Regions from separate parts of the Rattus norvegicus genome. Here region 2 is linked to region 1. Evidence: chromatin contacts called from public Hi-C data. All regions are on one chromosome and are shown on one strand. Each heading gives the region's core, a stretch centred on a gene start, on an enhancer-like site or on the middle of the called end of the contact. The rest is flanking DNA. Distances are from core to core; before and after follow the strand shown.

Evidence for each region. Hi-C and Micro-C count contacts between places; a contact is called where the count stands out from the background.
Region 2: a contact with region 1 is called in a Hi-C map of liver, with 2.1 times the contacts expected there. The contact joins the enhancer-like site here to the promoter of Antxr2 in region 1. A contact is called at or near these places in 3 of 12 Hi-C or Micro-C datasets (kidney and liver).

Annotation. Positions count from the first base shown.
Region 1 is chr14:11,842,053-11,848,899 of GRCr8, reverse strand. It overlaps Antxr2 (ANTXR cell adhesion molecule 2), which reads right to left and starts at 3,126. Exons shown (of 17, transcript NM_001398916.1): 1 at 2,382-3,126; 2 at 1,608-1,679. The coding sequence starts at 2,533.
Region 2 is chr14:11,901,845-11,908,691 of GRCr8, reverse strand. It overlaps Antxr2 (ANTXR cell adhesion molecule 2), which reads right to left. Exons shown (of 17, transcript NM_001398916.1): 11 at 6,697-6,775; 12 at 1,846-1,941. Among named protein-coding and RNA genes, the nearest start is that of Antxr2, 59 kb to the right of the region's middle. Within about 2 kb of position 4,406, at least 1 of the 93 cell types and tissues checked has an H3K27ac peak or open chromatin away from gene starts, as enhancers often do. A contact at or near this core is called in liver, where this site is marked.

The DNA of each region.
Region 1 (6,847 bases), core at 1,877-4,376:
GGTAGCCATCTTCGATTCATTTCCCACAATGTATAATTAGTAACTGAGCAACTATACTTGAGCCAGAGAACGGTGTATGGTATAGAAAGCCAACTTGCAAGCCAGAGTCAGTAAGAGCCTCGTTTTCTTCAGATGCTACACTGAAATAATCCATTGCTTCTGAATAACACTGTATGACACTCACAGCACATTCTGTGACTGAATCAGAAACTTATCAACAACTGTCTATTCCTCTGTGACAGTTACAGATATACGCTCTTGTTTATTTCTCTTTCCTCGATGGTTTCTTTGTTTTGTTTTGTTTTGTTTTTTTAACCTCAGACCCTGTCCGGAAACCAGAGTGTTCTCTTTGGCTCCTCCTGAAGTAGGAGACTGATGACTGAACCCGGACAGGCATACATTTTTTATAGGGATAGCTTCATTGCTGCCAATAACCAAAGCGGGGATTGCCTAGGCCTCTACAGACTGTTTGAAGTTTCTTGCAACATGACTTTCAAAATGTTTTGATCATCCGAGCCTGTTTTACAGAAAACATTTGGGCTAACGAGACTGAAGGAAGCAATATTTAATGACACAGCTCCTGTTCCTGTCCTTCCCATTATCCTGATAAACTTGCACTTGTTTCCTGGCATTTTTCTTTTTTTAGTTCCGAAAGAAAGAAAGAAAGAAAGAGAGAGAGAGAGAGAGAGAGAGAGGGAGAGGGAGAGAGAGAGGAAGGAAGGAAGGAAGGAAGGAAGGAAGGAAGGAAAGAAAGAAAGAAAGAAAGAAAGAAAGAAAGAAAGAAAGAAAGGGAAAGGAAGGAAAGAAAGGAAGGAAGGAAAGAAAGAAAGAAAGAAAGAAAGAGAGAGAGAGAGAGAGAGAGAAAAACAAGAAGAGGGGAACCACAAAGAACATGATATCCAAGGGTTATTTTTAAATAGGGACTGCCACTAATTCCTAGTTACTTCTAAATAAAAGAGTAAGCTGGATTTACCAGCAGCTACTCTTTTTATAGGCCAGGAAAAGCAGTGTTTGCCAGTCAGTGTTTGCTAGTGAAGCCTCCTGCATATATAGTGGGGTTGGGTTTTAACCCAGCCATGCACCCATGCATTGTGTGAACACAACTCATTTCTTTAAACATGCACACACACACACACACACACACAAGTGCTTTTCGGCTTGTGGGTTATTAGCATGCATTCATTTAAAGTTTCCCAACACTTTCTCCTTTTAAATGTGGACGTTTACAGAGCTAAGCGTGTGGAATTGAAAAATATGGTATGGATACTATTTGCATAAAAATGTATTTTTTAATGTGGTAAATTATGAGAAAGCATAACCCAAACTCAAAACAGATGAATGGTCAAAGAGGAAAAGACATTAAGAGTTGAAGATGTCTCCTCACACCTTGTGCCAAGTTTCTAGGAGCCAGATAAACTGAACATGCAAAAGTTAAGCTGAAAGGCTCGACAGAACACCATGCGTGAGAGAGCCACCTTGGGACCTGTAAAACTCAGCATTTTGATTTTGGGGAAGGTTTTCCTTGCAAAGGGTTTCAGCACAGGGAAACCTGGCTGTTTGTTCGGTTTCCCCTCCAATGCCAAGAAGGGTACAATGGGGAGACATACCTCACAAATCTCTCTGTCAGTTGGTGGACAAAATTGTAAATTTCAATCCAGTTATTTGCTACACTCCCAGACCTGAAAGAGGAAGATAAATTGATCAGAAAGACAAAACGTGGGTGGGCCTTAATGGCAAACATTTCTTCAGTTCTACAAGGCACATGATGGGGACAGAAGTGGACTGGGGGCCTCGCTCCCCTCTTCAAAGTGAAGTGCATGTTCGGGTTGTTCACATCCAGAGCTGAAACTTTAGTGTCTGGGATGAATCAAGGAAACCAGGAAGACCACACTTCTTTGGGGGCAACTGATTCGAGTGAGACCTGGCTTTTCAAAATAAAAACACAAGACCTCATTTCTCAGGAAATGCAAACCACATTGGGTTTGTTAAGGCTTTTTTTTTCCTGGCTCCCATGAAAGCTCTGTTAGCCGGATAAAATTGGCAAGCTTTAGAATGTCTATAGGGGTCTAGGGGAGTGTGATAAAGATGCCAAAGAGTCACAAAAGTTCCCTGGGATGAAACAAGCTGCAGGTGGCCACACTCCCATTTCCCAAGAGACTCCAGGGCAGAAAGCAGAGCATGCCCCTCCTCTGGAGAACCAAGTACCCCTGGACTATTTCTCTACAGCTAACGAGCTTGCTTTTGAGATGAACCAACCACATGCACACTAAGGAGAGTGCCCATTGCCTTCCCTGGAACGCAAACACACCTCAACTTCAGTCCTAGCGGACCCAGCTTGTCCTCCCTCCCAGGAGACCCTGACCCCACAGTCCTTCACTCACTTGTCCAGGACGAAGTACAAATCGAAGGCTTTTTTGCAAGAGGGCTGTTCCTGGGCTTGCAGCAACGACCCCGGACCGCCCACAGTCAACAGCCACAGGCCAGGGAACAGCCAGCTCCCAGGGCTCCGCGCCCGGGACCGACCTGCCACCATCCTGTGACCCGGGACCAGAGGCTCCCTTCGTCTCACAACCCCTCGGGCTCCGGGGTCTGCTACTGGGCTTCTCAGAGCTAAGACGAGAAAGAGGCGGAGTCACTGGGGACTCACCCCAGGGTCAGAGGCTGAGCGGGGCTGGGATGCCCGCTCCAAGCTCAGAGCCACCCAACAGCTGCCACCGAGGAGAGAGAGCGAAGTCCTGGGAGGACAAAGAGAGTCTCCGCGGCCGCCACAGCTGCCGCCGGAACTCTGGGCAAATCCCAGTGGACGGAGTCCAGTCCTCCCACTCCGGGTTCCGGAGAGTTGCTGCAGACAATGAGGCCCGCGGCGACAGCTCTCAGGACAAGTTCCTCGCAGCCTCCCGCCGAGTCTCCAGCGCCCACCCGGGAGTAGAGAGGCTGGCGTCTAGCTGGCGTGATGAGCAGTGGGACAGATGCCCGCGGACCCCACGATCGCCAGGGAAACTCAGCCGAGTCCTCCTTTTCCGCCTCTCTTCCTCAGACCGCCCAACTCCTCGCAGCACTTTACAACTTTCTTCTCTGCCCGGAACCTGGCGCCGTGCCGCAGGGCGAGCTTCTACAGCTGGGGATGCAGAGCGCCCGGGGGAGGCGCAGGACCCGGGGCAGCCCAGGCCTGGGGGGTGGGCGCTGACCGGTTTGCTCGTGCGAGCCCGAGGGCGGAGCAACGGGAGGAAGCCCGCCGAGCCACACAAGCACACTTATGGGTTCGTGCTGAGCGGCGGATGACTAACGCCTGCCCGATTTCGGAATGGAGAGAGGAGTTCTGAAAAACAAACGTCCTCTAGATACTAAACATACCCAACTCTTCCACAAGCCTGGCCCGGCCTAGTTTCCCCAGCTGTGCTGGAACAGCCCTCCGCGCGGTTTAGAGACTCAAGACCAGCTGTCTTGTGGACAGTGATGGCCTTATGCCTCATCCCTCCACCTCACCCCTCCGCACCCCTTATCCATCACACACCGACCTGGTGACACAGGCCTTCGTGTTTAAGAAAGGAGACTTCCTCTTTTTCTTCCATTCTTTCTTTTTTTTTCTACTTGATATTTTTTCCATTTCTCATTAATTCTGAGAATTTCATGCGACATGTATTGATCATATATATTCACCCCCAACACCTCCCTCTAATCCCTCTGGCATCAACCCTTCCTACACACAACCCTCACCTTGGTGTCCCTTTTCCTTTTTTTCCAGAACCCATAGACTCCAATTTGAGTAGTCCATATACACCTGGTCCACAGGGCCACCCACCGGAGTAGGTTTGACATACAAAGAGCTAATTCTTTCTTTCTTTCTTTCTTTCTTTCTTTCTTTCTTTCTTTTTTTTTTTTTCCGGAGCTGGGGACCGAACCCAGGGCCTTGCACTGAGCTAAATCCCCAACCCCAATGAGCTAATTCTTAAGGAAAACTACAGTCCAGCCCAGAAGGCATCAACTGTGCATAGCTCGAGGGTGAAGGGTGGGGTCTCATGAAAGTTTTCCCATCCATGCTAGCACGTGGACTGGCTTGATCTTCTGCAGGTCTTATGCGACAGTTTCAGCGGCTGAGTATCCATGCGTACAGCAATCTTGTCCTGTCCTGAGGACAGCGCTTTGCTCCGGTGCCTGACTTCAAGTTCTTGGAATCTTTTCACTCACCCTACTCCCACCCTTTCTGGATTGTCCCAGAATGTTAAGGAGGGCTTATGATTTATGTGTCCCATTTGTGGCTGAACGTTCCATGGGCATTCTCTTTGATTTGGCCATTTGTGGGTTTCTGCGTTAACTGCAATCCCCTGCACCAAGAAACTTGTCTGACGGGATCTAAGAGTTGTGCTGATCTACGAAGTAGAGATAAACGAATTCAGAGGGCCCTTTGCTTTGACGTCCATTTATTTGCCCCAGAGTAGTAGACTCACTTCTGTGACCCGTGAGCAACACAGCCAGACTTGGTTCTTGGCCAGACTTAGAGTATCAGATATGCTTCTTTTTGTGTAGCGGGTCTGAAACACAATCAGAAAATGGTTATTACCCTATAGCCTTTGTACCATTATTGTAGAAATGGTCACATCTTGCTTGCCATGCTAGTCATTCTTGTGGCTCGCAAGCCTCACTGGTAGGCGGGACTATTGATTGCTTTTCTTTCTTGGCCGCTTACATAATAATTCTAAGACTATAAGAACCAGACTGCAGAGAGACTACATCTAGGTCAGTTACAGATGGATTCCTCAAAGTCCTGTGTCCAAAATGCATAGTGTCTACAGCAATAGGTCTTGACATCAAGTTCTGGTAAGCAACCAAGAGTAATTTTAATAGCCTGTATTGATTTAGGGACTCGTTCGGACACCTGTAACTGACAACTTAAAGGAAGGTTATCTATCCCTCACCTGGCACTGGGCTTTTAATTTCCATCTCTCCCAGCAAGGGGCCAGCAATCACTTCTTTAGCAGAGAAAAGCACCTCGGAATATCTTGTCCCACTTCCACTGAGCCTAGCTATCAAGAACTTCACCTTGAAAGGGCTAGATAGTGGAGGAGATAAATCTGGGCAACTTGTAAGCATTGTATAATGTGTATATTAGCATGTACAATTTTATGGTTATGTTTGCATCAAAGAAGAAACTGAATAACAAGACTTCTGGGGGCGAGTTTATCTGCTCTTGCCAAAGTCCTACAGGAGCTGAAGTCTGTGTGCAAATTTCTGCTTAGATTCTGCTCTCTTCCTCCTCTTTCCTCTTTTCTCCACCACTGCCACCTGTGACTTCCGCTTTTGCTTCGTCAAGTAGCTTTCAGAGCTTTCAATGTCACCGGTGCACACAGGATGACTGAGGGGAGGCAGCCCCTCCTCCCTCACGTTTGAACAAGTCAGTGCTTCATAATAAGAAGTTCCTGTGGTCCTTACAGGCTGCCTTTTTTTTTTTTTGCATCTGTATTGTTTGTCACCATTTATATTTAACTTTTTATTTATTATGCTCTTGATTTACAGCCAGATATGTCAATGTCAGCTCTTCGAGGGCAGGAGACAGCCACTTTATAAAATATTTATTGACTACCTATGATGAACGACGAACTAGGAACTGTTCAGCTAATGCCCGGAGTTCATATAGTAAATGCCTTTTAGGAGACTTGCAGTTGAGTCTCCATCTTCAACTTTAATCCTAATCAAAAGAGAATTACACTTTGAGTACTTTTACCAACTAATACCATAGCAGTATATATAACTTAATAAAAATCAGGGGTGTATGAAGTCTCCCAGAACTGCGAAAGTGTTTTCAAGAAGCAATTGGAAGAGATGTGCTATAGTGTATTGCCTGTTGGTGAGATAATTGGCTCCCTTTGCCCCTGGTTTGTTGACCTGTTGCTTGTTCATCCTGTAGACTTTGATGTCTTCTCTTACACCCAAATTATAGCAAAATACACTCTGTCCTCGGTGCTTCCCAGATCACAAGGCCAGTAGAAGTAACTGACACACTAACCATGTTGCTCATGGTTCTTTGTTGGTTTGTGTAGGTGATGAGTACAGCATAGGACTAGAAGTCTTGCATTTCATGAGCTTGCTCATGCAAGATTGACCACAAACCAGGAAATGGCCTCAACCAGCAGAGATCAATAGTCAACCAAATCACTTTCGCATACAAAAAAAAAAAAATACTTACTAGTATTTGGTTATTAGTGTAACCAGCTGTCCTGATTCACTGCCTACTGTGGGGAGTCCAAGGACATGGGCTAAAGCTAAAACTAGGTCAGTCCCTCCTTGGGAGTGTCCCTGGCAAATGCTGCTGCTGACCACGCTTTTTCTCAAGCAATCATGAAGGAGATGAGAGCCAGAGTACACTTGGAATTCTCTCTCCTGGCCATGTTGGACTGAGACAACAGCACCACTTTCCTTTTCTATCCCCAAGGGAACTGTAAGGGCTTGGGTGAGCACAAAGATTCAAACCAAAGTGTCCTTTCCCTGTAAGAATGGGAAAGGGAATGCAGAGTTCCAGGGAGTCAGGGGGGGGGGAGAAAGGAAGGAAAAAGGAAAAGACAAAGACACGCACTCATGAAGAGGTGGTCCAGTGGCTAAGAGCAAGCATTCTAAGCAGAGGACCAGATTTCAGTTCCCAGCACCTATGTATGGAAGCTCATTGCCTCTGATACTCAGCTCCAGGGTATGCAAAGCCCTCTTCTGGCATCTGTGAGCAGCCTGAAACTGTAATACTCGCAAACAAATGCCCACATATACACAAAATTTAAAAATAGGTTAGAATGCTGTACATCCTGATCTCAAGAGATTTGCATAGAAATGAATTCATTTCTACCTAACCTTACCAACA
Region 2 (6,847 bases), core at 3,157-5,656, 59 kb before region 1:
CAGGTTCATGGTTGGTTATCTGCTGATCCTCAAGGAAGAATGGACCTATATCACCAGCTGATGATAGGATCTCCTTTATAATATCCAAATTTGATGTTCTAAAACTACATTCTACAATAATAACAACTTCCTGAAATCTGTCCTTATCAGTATTTTTTTATGTATCTTTAAGGGAACAATCACACAGTCTGATACTTTTGCTCCCTGTGACCAATAGGAAATGAAATTACTAACTAATGAAGGGAGGAATCTGCCACCGTGAAATTTAAATTAAAAATGCGAGGAGCACAAATCGCATTAGGGCACCTTTTTGCTTTTTAATTTGAGACTCAAGAATGCCATCCACCCCCAAAATAGCCATAGCTAAGGTCATCAAGATTGTATCAGGGAACTTTTTGAGCGTAAACCACTGTGGCAGGAACTTGATGAGTTCAGCAAAGAGACAGGAAGAGTCCTGATGTGTGAGTTAATAATGCTGTGCCTCCTCTGTGGGACCCTGAGGTAAGGGATCCCGAGGCTGCCTGGTGAAAGCAGACTGTGGGATAGGTGGTAAGAAGCATAGACAGAATACAAAGCATGGCCTGACACTGTGGGAAGTTGGCAAGGGGGAAGGGGGAAAGGCAGTCAGTCTACTGTGTCATGGGCTATGGAAAGTGTACTGACATAAGTAACCCTCTCAAAACAACAATACGCTGAACATACTTGACAGATTTTTCTGGAATAACCTGCTCTATAAACTCTAGGTAAAAGGGATTAAGTAAAATATACTAATATATATATATGTATGTATATATATATATATGTGTGTGTGTGTGTATTAACATATGTGTATATGTGTGTATGTTATGCTATTGCGTAGAAGACTGAATAATACCTCTGTAGGGATGCCTGTAACTTAATCTCTGGTGCCGTGAATAAAGAACTTTACATAGTTAAGGGGTTGTGATGATTAACAACCCTGAGATAACGGCCCCAACTGGGATCTATAGGTCTTTAACATGGGGCAGCCTTCCCACTTGGATTCAGACCATATGCAAGTGAAGAGAACATACAACACAGAGGTATTGGCTCTAGGGGTGATAAAAGAGGTCACAAGGTAAGGTGCCTCTTTAAACAGCAAGTGATATGGATATAGACTCGGCTCCAGAGCCTCAGAGAGGTGAGGAGCACTAGGGAAGCCTACCAGCTCAGTGAACCCTACAAGAGACTGCAGAGAAACAACCATTAGGTAAAAAATGTGTCACGTGGGTGGTGACCTGCTAGGACAACGAGAGGGGGGGACTCCACAGTACCAAACTCTTTGATGGGCTTTCTGTGAACCTGAACATGGTACAAGCTGTCTGTCTGTGTCTAAAAATACCTGTTTAACTGAGAGCCTAACCTCTGCGTTGGATTAATCTCTAAAACATGTTACAGTTGTAAGATAAAAGAACATCCTGTGTCATAGATCTTCAAAGATATGCACTCCGTGAGCATGTAGAACAGCCACAGGCCCACAACTCTCATGATGATGGTAGAAAATGGCGTCCGTTTACCAGAACTATTCTTGAGCTTAAATGGAAGGACATTCATGCCAACCATCCCCAACCTTTCTATACTTCTCTCCACCAACCTGAGTTCCAAAGTGTCTTTGACGTGGACTTCATGCTGGATATTGACGTGTTTCCTAGAATTTATTGTAGTTGTAAAATAATCGAGATTCAGGTTGCCAACTAAAACTTTTCTGTTTTAATCGCTGAATTAATTAATTGATTTGCTGGACCATGTGACATTTATTCGTACACCAGGCCTTATTTGGTATTATAGTGCTTTATAAAGAAAATAGGAGTTGAAAATTCTTCTTACCACTTTGCAGCAAAGGGGCCAAAACCACCACATCAAGGCAGCGCCCAGGAGCAGCAACAACACCAAAATAGCTATGATGGCTGCAATCCCGTTGGACTGTACAGGGAAAAGATAAACAATAGAAAGAAAGGTTTAAGGTCGAAACGTACATGTTCTTTTTTATCCTTTGAAGGAAGCACACCCTGGAGAAAAATGGCGAAACAGTATAAGCTGAGATTCTGTTCTACTCTTTTAAAAGTTATTAATGTATTTTTTAATTATTAATTCCTTTCTATTTCACTTCTTGCATGTTACATCGTGTGAAGATGGTTAGCAAGAAACCCAACATCTTCCAACATGCTGCAGACTGATTTAAATATGTCTTAAAAGAATGTGAAAACCACAGCTTTTGAAGATTAAGCAAACGGTCCGTTAGGGACTTTTGTGCACAGGCAACAATTTCATTGGTTCGAGTCCAATTTCTTCCGGGCAGAATTTCCCCAGGTTTTATGATGACTCAGCAGTAATTACTTTGCAATACTTGGAGGGTGAGGTAGATATAAAACACAGGTCGATAAGAGAAACAATGACTGTTGCTATGAGTGTCTCAGTGAGACTTCAGTCTGATAAGTCCTTCCTTCCACTGACTTCAGGTCATGCTTCACATATGACACAGGTTAAGACCTGTGCTTACATTTCTCCACTGTCTATCCGACAAGTCCCTCTACCCTCTGGGCACCTGCTCTGGGCCCTGCCTGTGAGCATCACTGTAGCAACCACTGAGTCATCCTCCAGGCCTCAGGCCAACTGTCTCTAGCAAGAACCCTTCCTAGGATTCTCCAAATGCCCACTGGATCAGACACAAATTTAGAAAGAATTTCTCTACATTTTAAAGGCAGCGTTTTTTAAATGGAATTAACTGTGAGGTTTGGATTTTTTAAGTCCATGTTTCTGTCATGACTGTGCATCTCTGAGGAAGTCAAGGCCATTTTTAATCAGCCTACCTCTCGATCCTCCTTATTTGACATTTACAAACTATATACCAAGAAAGTAAACTCCAAATCGACCGGACTCCACATGACACGAGTGTCAAAACGGATATCAACACTTTCGCTTTGTAAACAGAACTTTGCACTGACTTTACATGAGAACACTGTCTCTTCCAAACCCACCATCTCTGGGATCCCCAGGAAAACCATTTTCATTGGTCGTCTTTTGTCAGATTTGTTTGTTTTTAAAAACAGAAAGAACTCAGGGAAGAAAAACAAAGAGAAAGAAGTACTTGATGGAGAATTTTAGACAAACTTCTAAATACTGTCTTCTTAAAGTTAACAGAAGACGACTGAGTATAGATGAGGAAAATACAGGAAGCTGGTCATCCTTCCCCACAAGTTGCACACTTAAGACACAAACCACACCACCCCCACAGGCAGTTTACAGTAAGTGCCAAACTAGGTAGACAGGAATATATGGGAAAGCACTTCCAAGAAGTGGTTACATGGGAAACTGCAACATACTCTGAGAGAACCCTATGCATTCTTGGTCTTACCTTCAACAGCGGGATCTTGTGGAGATCCTCATCCCCCAGCTTAGGCCTAGCAACTCACACATATACTCTCGATGTGGCTGTGCTATACAACTTCACAGAGAACTCTGTGAACATCCAAATCTCCCCCCTTTTCCACATCTATACCCTTTTCACAGATGAGGAAATGCAACTGAAGGCCATGAATCAGCAAAAACTGTGTGGTCCGTTTGTTCTTCCTATGGGTATTCAATGAACAAGAAACTCACAAACCTGTGCTGACTTTTGAAATACTAAGTAGATGGGCACTTAAAATTCTTGATTTTTGTTTCCCTCAAAATCAAGGGCTTCTATTAGTAAGAATGACAAAAAGCAAAGCGTCGCCACAAAAGAAATAAACATTGAGTGTGGTGACGCTGTCATCCCAACTGACTCCAAAGACTGTCTGCTAAAATTTAAACTAGACTACGTGTGTTCTAAAGGACTAAGAATCTCACTTTCCTTTGTGTTAGGAAGCATGATGGGAAATAGAATGGAGGAAGCGATGGTCTCAAGCTACCTGACCTTGAGTCTGTTTGTACTTGTCCTAAACACGAGCTCGACTCTCTGTGTACAAATCCCAGCTTCTCCGTTTCCTCTGTTTTCATTGTCAGAGCTAACATCAGAGCACAGAGCGGTCGGTGTGGTAGAGGAAGTAATCTCATGGCTCGTATAACTTCATAAACAAATTAAGAAAAGGCCAAGCATGTGAGCTGACGCCATGGTGCGGACTTGAAGCCAGATGAGGAAGCTTATGCAATTTGGTCCTGTGATCCCTAAATCTTTGTCACGATCACAAACCAAAAGTTCCTCACTTTTACTCAGAAATGCAATCCGTAAACATCCAGTTGAAAAGTCCTCAAAAATATTCAACCCATGGTTGTCACTTCTCTTGGATTAAGTGGGTTCTATATACAGAACAGAAATCTAAAAATACTTCTAAACCATATATGAGGAGCCAGTACTATTTGCTAGAGTGTTAAATGGGTGCCAAGTCCACTGACTGGATGTGTACTCATGTAGCCCTTGGGTAATAACATGGACCTTGAGCAAAATAATGGCACTGTGAAGTCTGAGGAAGGGAGCTTAATAGATGCATGGGAGAACCTGGCAGGCAGTGCTTGAGGAAGGAGGAGCAAGTGGGGGAACTGCGGAGTTATAACAAACAGCCTTTCAAAAGAGAGAAGCCACTGTGGTGGAAGCCTAGGGTCTGAGAGAGTGAGTGGCACTTGAAGGGACAACAGAAACCACTGGAAGGCTGAGGCCCGTTCTCTGGTAAACATCACATGGGACTGGTGTTGCACACAACTCCAAGAATCACTTTGCAAAGCACTAACATTTGGACAGGCAGGAGTTTTCCATATCATCACCACCAAATGACGACTGTCACTCGGACACATCTGTCACCCAACAGTACCAAAAGGTAACTCTTCATATTCTACAAGATAACTAATTATCTTTCCCACACCTCAACAAAAAAAAGGGGGGGGGAAGACTCTAAATATCCTTCTTACTCCCACGAATTAAGCTCTTTGACAAAATGCTAGAGCTTTAAAATCTACTGAAATTTAATCTCGTCTTAATCATCTCCACCACCAGTCACCCCAACAGGACTACTTCCTTTCCATGCGTCTTCGACTACAGGGCTGCTAAGAGACTTGGTGTCAATATTTTCATCCTGTTCGTTTTTCACACACTGGCCAGAGGGGATCCCTGTAGGCATTAAGTGTGTGTCACTGTTCAAGCTTCTTTCCATAACTGGGAAGAAAGTCTCGAAGCCTCTCAGTAACTCACACAGGATCAAATGTCCTACACCCCCGTACACCACAGATTCTTCCTCATCAAGACCCCAGTTTTCCTGACATGTCTCCACTCCAGCGCTGACCACCAACTCTTCTTTAGAAACTGTCCTACCTCAGGCTTTGGCCATCTGGCCTATCTGCACAGAACCTTCCGGTAACTCATGGTCTTGAGAACTCACTCTGTCACCTTTCCAGCCTTGACTCAAACGTCATTGTCTCCATGAGACTCACCTTGATCCCTTATTCAATGTTTAATACTTCTATCTCCAGCTTTTCCACACTTCTCACATACCAGTACTCACTTTCCAAACAGTTTATTCTTCAACAACCTTGGGAACAAGTCTCCTAAGAACCCACCAGGCTCAGAGTCATTCTATCTCGGAGTCCATACAGCCAACTAGCTCTTGACTGCAAGACAGAAACAAATACCTGTTTCCATGCCTGCAAGGAAGAAAGATTTTTAAAAGGGAGGAGGGTGTGAAGAAGAGTGAGAAGGACAGAGGAAGAGTGTCATTTCAGTGAGCTAAGACCCGAGCGACTAACTTCACAGCACAAATATTTGTTAACCTCAATCAACCACATCCTGAGATGAGAAAACCAAAAGATTTCAACATCCGCAAAACCTAGAAGTTGCAAAAAAGGATTGCTGTCTACAGAACAGAAAGAAATGTTAATAAAATTATCCAGAGAGTTCAAAAGGCTCAAAGGCCTGTGTGGATACTTCATTTTTCCTACAACATTGTCTTACAGTGAGGAACAGATATCCCTAAGGGGCAACAGTGTATGCCTCCCTAATCCATGCATAAAAACATGATGTGGGAAAATGTTAAGCTTGCTATTTGGACTTTTGGAGGAAAAAAAGGATTTCTTGTGTTTTCTTTATTTGCTGGGCAGTCAATACAGTGTGTCCTGTTTTTATGTTCTACAAACCAATATCAAAGGTTTCTGTCTATATACAAAATTAACTAGTAGGGGAAAAACTGTCTCAGTGGATTTTATATTTTAAAATACTGAATTTTAGGTAATGCAAATAAATAACTCAACCAAAACATAGTTTCAAACTTCGCCATTACCAAGCTCTCAGAAGAGATTTCTTACTTACATGAGAAGGCACAGACTGAGTCTCCATGAACAAAATGACGATGTCACCTTTAAATACTCACTAGTAATTTCAAAACTTGATCAGCATTTTGGTTAGTAAATTCTATCTTCACAATAGAAAAAAAAATACTTGCATAGTTAACCTCCTCAGAAGACTGCTTTGTTTCTATTTTCTTACTTTTTTAAATCTAAAACTATTACTTTGAGAGATTTCATAAATAATAAAATGTGATGTATTTTAGATAGCCTTTAAAAGAGATCAAAACAGAAAAAAAATGAAGATAAATTCTACAAAAGTTTCCTTGTCCTGTTGTTTCTCTTGGCTCATGGCTTCCATGTTTAATAGAACTCTAGGTTTGATCTCATGATAAAAATCATTTTAAAGGTAATTAGCTTTTTACTCACACATTCTGTGGCTGTGATTGTTAAGGATCTTGAGACAGCAGACTTCCCGTCATTAAAGGCGATTGAAACTTCAAGAGTTCTACAAAAAGAGTGAAGAAGCAATAATTAAGTCAGCTAGGGGATGCTGGAGGTGAAGACTACTTCATCATTA